Regions from separate parts of the Mus musculus genome. Here region 1 is linked to region 2. The links are chromatin contacts, called in public targeted proximity ligation maps. All regions are on one chromosome and are shown on one strand. The core of a region is the stretch at or near the end of the contact, and the rest is flanking DNA. Distances in the headings are between cores, read along the strand shown. Region 1 holds the start of Rad9a (RAD9 checkpoint clamp component A). Region 2 holds the start of Lrp5 (low density lipoprotein receptor-related protein 5).

Region 1 (2,700 bases), core at 141-2,640, 520 kb before region 2:
AGCAGGCTACAGCCTTGGAAGCAGCCAGAGTGGCCGCTAAGAGCCTGGCAGGGCTATGGAGATAGGTGATCATGTGGGGTAGGAGACAGTGAAGACCTCTGTGGGACCTGGATCCTCAAAGTTCCTGATCAAGAGACTGGACTTTGCCAGGAGAGTTAAGCCCACCGGGGGGGGGGGGGGGGGCGGGTCACTGAGGACTGTGTCTGGACAGTGAAAGGAGGACAGTGGAGACAGAAGGAGGGCCACTTTGCCATCTGTTTGGGAAATGAAGCAGCCAGAATCCACCGAAGACGTGAGCAAGTGAGGAGGAGAGGATGCTGGTAATCCCCTAACTCCCAGTCTAACAGAGAACTGGACACCTCTGCGTTGTATGCAGCTTGCCTTGGATGTGGAAAGGGAAAGCCGCCTCCTCCCCGGAGGCTCTAGGAAAGAAGCACTTGGAGAGGGAGAGGAGCCTAGAAAAACAAAGAGGGGCTAGGTAACAAACACACCCTCCCCACTACCCACAGGCCCGCAGGGGGATGGGCAAGGGTTGCTCTAGGCATTTGAACTACCTCCCAGAGCAAGGTGAATGCGTCCCAGCTGAAAATCTTCATCCTTCCACACTGTCTGGGTAATTGGTAAAATGTACATAAACCAAACCCCGCGTAGTACTTAAGCCTTCCCAGGGCTTCCCAGTTCATCCCTTCAGCTCTGCCTCCCCACCCCTTACCGCACAAGGCTCGGGACACCCCATTCACCCATATTCGCCTACCCCCATTGTGCTTCTGCTTCTGCCCCTCCTTCTGACAAGTCCATCCTTCCACCCTTTTCTGTCCCAGAACCTTCTCATCTTTCCATGTATTTACGAAGGTCAGTGAAGGATCCTGAAAGCAAAATGAACAGCCCCTTCTCATCGCTCTTGAAGCGAGTTACGTTTTTTGAGGGGAGCTGGTGGTTGCTGCCACAACAGAATCCCCAGCCCAGATTGAGCGCGGACTATCTTGATTTGACCCTGTAACCCCACACACTAAAGTTAGCGACCCGGGAGGGTCTACACTTCCCACGTTAGGGCTCTGGTCCAGAGCTCGATCCTTGGTGCAGACACCTTGCTCCTCCATCTAGTATGCCCTTCACCTATGCCCAGTGCAGCCCAGTGGAGCTGCAGAGCTCTGCAGGGTGTGCAGGGCTCGGGTTCGGGTGGGAGAATCAGACCTGAGGAAGGACACAGGAGCAAGCCCTCCGCAGTCACGTGACCCGGGCCACACCCAATGAACCGACTAGATCACGTGACACCGAGCTTAGGAACGTTTTTCTCACGTGACGGAGAAACCCCGGGTGAACCAATAAGGAAGCGGAGGCCAGGCCGGCAGCGGGGAGGGGACGGTGCGCGGGAAGGGAACTTTAGGCAGTCGTAGTAGCTGCTGGGACTCATTATATGTCCTATCCCGTCCCGGTTCGTGTGCAAAACAAGCTCGATTTTTGTGCTTATGTACTATGAAGTGCCTGATCACCGGGGGCAACGTGAAGGGTAAGTTTGGACCTACCTTGCAGCAGACCACGTGAGCAAGCCCCAGGAGTCCCCCTAACCACTTTCTGTTCTCCTCCCCGCAGTGCTGGGCAAGGCTGTCCATTCGCTATCCCGAATCGGGGACGAGCTCTATCTGGAACCCTTGAAGGACGGGGTAAGGGACTGGGACGCAGGGATGGGGGCGGATTCAATGGTGAATGGGGAGCCTAGGCTTGGTGTTCATTCGGCCTTACAGGGATGGTGGACAGATATTCCGGCGCAGTTTATTATCTCTTGGGTTGTTCGGACATCGGCTTGGGCCCAGTCTTCTGAGGCTGCATGTCTATACAGAGGGTACTTGCTCTTCCTAGAACGCCTAGTGGCAGGCAAGGTGGGGCTAAAGTAACTTAAGGGAAAAGCAATTTTGCCTGCTTTTTGTGTCTCAGCTCTCCCTACGGACTGTGAACTCGTCCCGTTCTGCCTATGCCTGCTTCCTTTTTGCCCCACTCTTCTTCCAGCAGTACCAGGCGGCTTCCCCTGGTCAGGACCTGCTGCGCTGTAAGATCCTGATGAAGGTAAGGGCCACCTGAAGCAGCTCCACAGCTGTGCCTCTGTGCCAGGTACTCAGTAAATGATGAGTTTGACTAGGGAGTTAGTCTCATATGGGAGCTATTCCATGCAACATGCAGTGAGGTAAAGATGTTTAGACCGTAGAGGGCTATCTAAGATCTGTGGAGAGGGTGGTGACATTGGTCAAGAAAAGGTTAGTGGCCCTTCCCAGCAAAGAGACCAGCATGGGCAAGGCAGCATGGGAGTGTGCAGACACCACAGCTTTGTGGGGCCAGTGATGGGGCCAGGGCCTACATGGGATGTAGAGCTGGGCCGTGGAAGCAGTGTGCCAGACTGATGTCCTACCCTGCCCAGGCCTTCCTGTCCGTCTTCCGCTCTCTGGCAATTGTGGAGAAGTCTGTGGAGAAGTGCTGTATCTCCCTCAGTGGCAGCCACAGCCACCTGGTGGTCCAGCTCCACTGCAAGTATGGTGAGCAAGCGGCCTGCCCAAAGAGTTCCTCTGTGGGTGTGGAGGCAGTGGCAGTGGAGGTTGCCAAGCCCTGAGACCATTTCCCTTATCCAGGGGTCAAGAAGACACACAACCTCTCCTTCCAGGACTGTGAGTCCCTGCAGGCTGTCTTCGACCCAGCCTCATGCCCTCA
Region 2 (2,700 bases), core at 160-2,659:
GTGGGGCTAGAGAAGGGGGTTGTGCTCTTGGCTCTGTGTTGAAGGTGGAGGGGGGATGGGGGTTGGGCTTGGGTGAGAAGGAACCAGCAAGGACACTAGCTGCTCTAGTCCCCAGTCCCCTGACTGCCCCTGAGACCTCCTGACTCCTCTTCCGGTCAGAGACTGGATACAGCCACCCCAGGAGACTGCTCTTCCTGAACCACTGGCCTGCTTCCGCATTGAAATCTCTGCCCTGACCCTTGGAACCCTGGTGTGGGTCCCCTCCCCCTACTAGCTGGTCCCTGGTCTTCATGTTTTCCTATTAGAAGACAAGTTTGGGGAGTCAGTTCTCTTTTCTTCTGCGATCCTAGGGTTGAACTTAGGTCAACGGGAGCCATCTTGCTGGCCAGCCTTGACCTGCCTTTTGCTCCTTCTGTTTATCAGGTCCGGTTTATGCAGCGCTGGGAGAGCTGTGCACACTAGGGAACCAAGGGCTCTATCAACTCTTTTTAAACAGGGTCTCGCAGGTAGCCCAGGCTGGCCTCAAACTCATGGCAAGCCTCCTGCCTCAATCTCCCGAGGCTGGACACCATGTCAGACTTATAAGTAAAGTCATACACACTTGAGCGCCATGTCACTTTCCCGGCTACTCACTCCTTTGTTTGGGCTCTTATTTTTGTCTCTTCCTAGCATAAACCACAGGAGGGCAGAGGCACCCTCCTGACCACCTCAGCTTCTGTCCTTCCTCTCTACCTTGCAAGGTGGACACTGCCATTAGCTTACTTTCTAAGGACATGAAATGATTTCACCTACACCTGCCTGCCCAAGGTGTGAGGTTCTAGAAAGCACTGCCGGAGAGAGAAGGCTCAGCAGTTAGAAGCACTTACTGCTCTTTTAGAGACCTGGGTTTGGTTCCCTGCAGTCACCTGGTGGCTCACACCTCTAACTCCAGTCCCAGGGGACCCCCACACCCTATTCTGGTTTCCTTCCCGCATGTGGTGCACATACATGCGTGCAAACACTCATACACATACAACAAAAAGTAAATCTAAAAGTAAAAGCCCCCAGTTCCTCCAGCAGTATCCGCTTTTGCGCCTGTTCCCGCGTGCATCCCAAGTGGGGCGGTATGTCTCTGGGCCAGGTGGCTACAGTTGTGGTGAAAGAGCCCAAAGCTGGCTTCGGAGACCTTTGGCTTCCAGCCCTGAGGCCTCCTGACTGTGTGGGTCATGCTTCCACGTGCCTCAGTTTCCTCACCTGTCAGTACAGAGACTTGGCAGGTGACCCACCTGCTTGCCCGGCCTCTCCTGTCGCGGGCCCGGAGAGACCCGCCTGCCCGGCTCCCGGGCGCCCGCAGGAGGGCGCGGCTTGGCGGGGGGCGCGGGCGGCGCGGGGGGCGGAGACCGGCTCGGCTTCCGCTCCCTCCTCCCGCGTCGTCTTGGGCCGCGGCGCCCGAGGCGGGAGCAAGAGGCGCCGGGAGCCGCGAGGATCCACCGCCGCCGCGCGCGCCATGGAGCCCGAGTGAGCGCGCGGCGCTCCCGGCCGCCGGACGACATGGAAACGGCGCCGACCCGGGCCCCTCCGCCGCCGCCGCCGCCGCTGCTGCTGCTGGTGCTGTACTGCAGCTTGGTCCCCGCCGCGGGTAAGGTGGGCGCGGGGGACAATGGCCGGGGCCGCAAGCAGCCACTTTGCAAGTTGCGGACGAGTTGGAGCGCGCTCCGGGGGACCACGCGCCGGGGGACCTCGCGCGGGCCCTTTGTCTCTCCCGCCGGGGCCCCTCCCTGGGGACCGAGCCCGCCAGGTGCGGCGCGGGCGGGCCCTCACCTGCCCAAGGCTCGGGACGCCGGGCGCGCTCAGGAGTGCGCCCACGGGCATCGCGATGGCCCGGGACAGGCCTGGCCTATCGCGAACTACTGGGAAAACTTTTCGCGAGCCTGCTTGCGGCGGCCGGCCTACCGAGCCCTGGGAAGTGCCAGAAGTTGCTAGCTAGGAAGTTCGGAGAGCCCTGCGCGGGGCGGCCTGGCCCTGGGCTGCTGTCGCTTTGACCTGCGTGGGCTGTCAGCCTTCCAAACCGACTGACACCTGCCAGGTGTCCCCGTGACCCCAGTGACCCATCTGACCGCTCGGGCCCCCAAGCGGTGGCCAGGCACCCAGCCCCGCTGACCAGTGCCCAGCCCCGAGATCGGTTGCGTGGGTGCCTTGGTGTGGGGAGGTATGGTTCTGCCTCAGTTGGACCCACCTTTAGGGAAGTGGCCCGCTCGGGAACTTTCTAACTTTTTTTTGGTGTGTCCTGAGGGGTGGAGCTGAGGTCAGGAGGACTCTCGAGAAACGAAGCAGTTGGAAACGCTACACATGTTCTTTTAATTCGGAGATTGCCATGTGGTTTTTAAAGCAAGGCTCTTGCCACCTAAATCATTGTTTTCGGGTGTTTGTGTTTTGTTTTTCTGGAGTGTGGCTGTCCAAGGGTCCGGCAGATACTCTTGAACTCCCGGGTGGTGGTGATGGCAGTTTGGGGCGGGGTAGGGGACAACCTCAGGTCCCTTTGTCTGGGCCTTATTAAGGCGAACAGCTGTCCCCCTGTGTATTTCCAGGGTAGACACTTGAGGGAGGTGGCTGGGCCTGGCTCTGTGCTCAGATTCCCTGGGCTGCAGTCTCTTCCACCTATGTTTGGGGGGAGGGGTCGAGGGGAGCTGGCTTCATCCAGTCTTGGAGCTCTCAAGCTCA

The links.
Region 1: a contact with region 2 is called in a targeted proximity ligation map of pancreatic cancer cells. A contact is called at or near these places in 1 of 39 promoter capture datasets (the HPC-7 cell line) and 1 of 130 datasets of targeted methods (pancreatic cancer cells).

Annotation. Positions count from the first base shown.
Region 1 is chr19:4,200,293-4,202,992 of GRCm38.p6, reverse strand. It overlaps Rad9a (RAD9 checkpoint clamp component A), which reads left to right and starts at 1,390. Exons shown (of 11, transcript NM_011237.2): 1 at 1,390-1,510; 2 at 1,594-1,664; 3 at 1,936-2,064; 4 at 2,414-2,528; 5 at 2,622-2,700. The coding sequence starts at 1,477. It overlaps Gm30082 (a long non-coding RNA gene), which reads right to left and starts at 1,285. Exons shown (of 4, transcript XR_388289.3): 1 at 1,195-1,285; 2 at 755-866; 3 at 555-609; 4 at 1-455.
Region 2 is chr19:3,685,273-3,687,972 of GRCm38.p6, reverse strand. It overlaps Lrp5 (low density lipoprotein receptor-related protein 5), which reads left to right and starts at 1,409. Exons shown (of 23, transcript NM_008513.3): 1 at 1,409-1,618. The coding sequence starts at 1,531. Gm36672 (a long non-coding RNA gene) reads right to left here and starts at 1,423. Exons shown (of 4, transcript XR_388279.4): 1 at 1,234-1,423.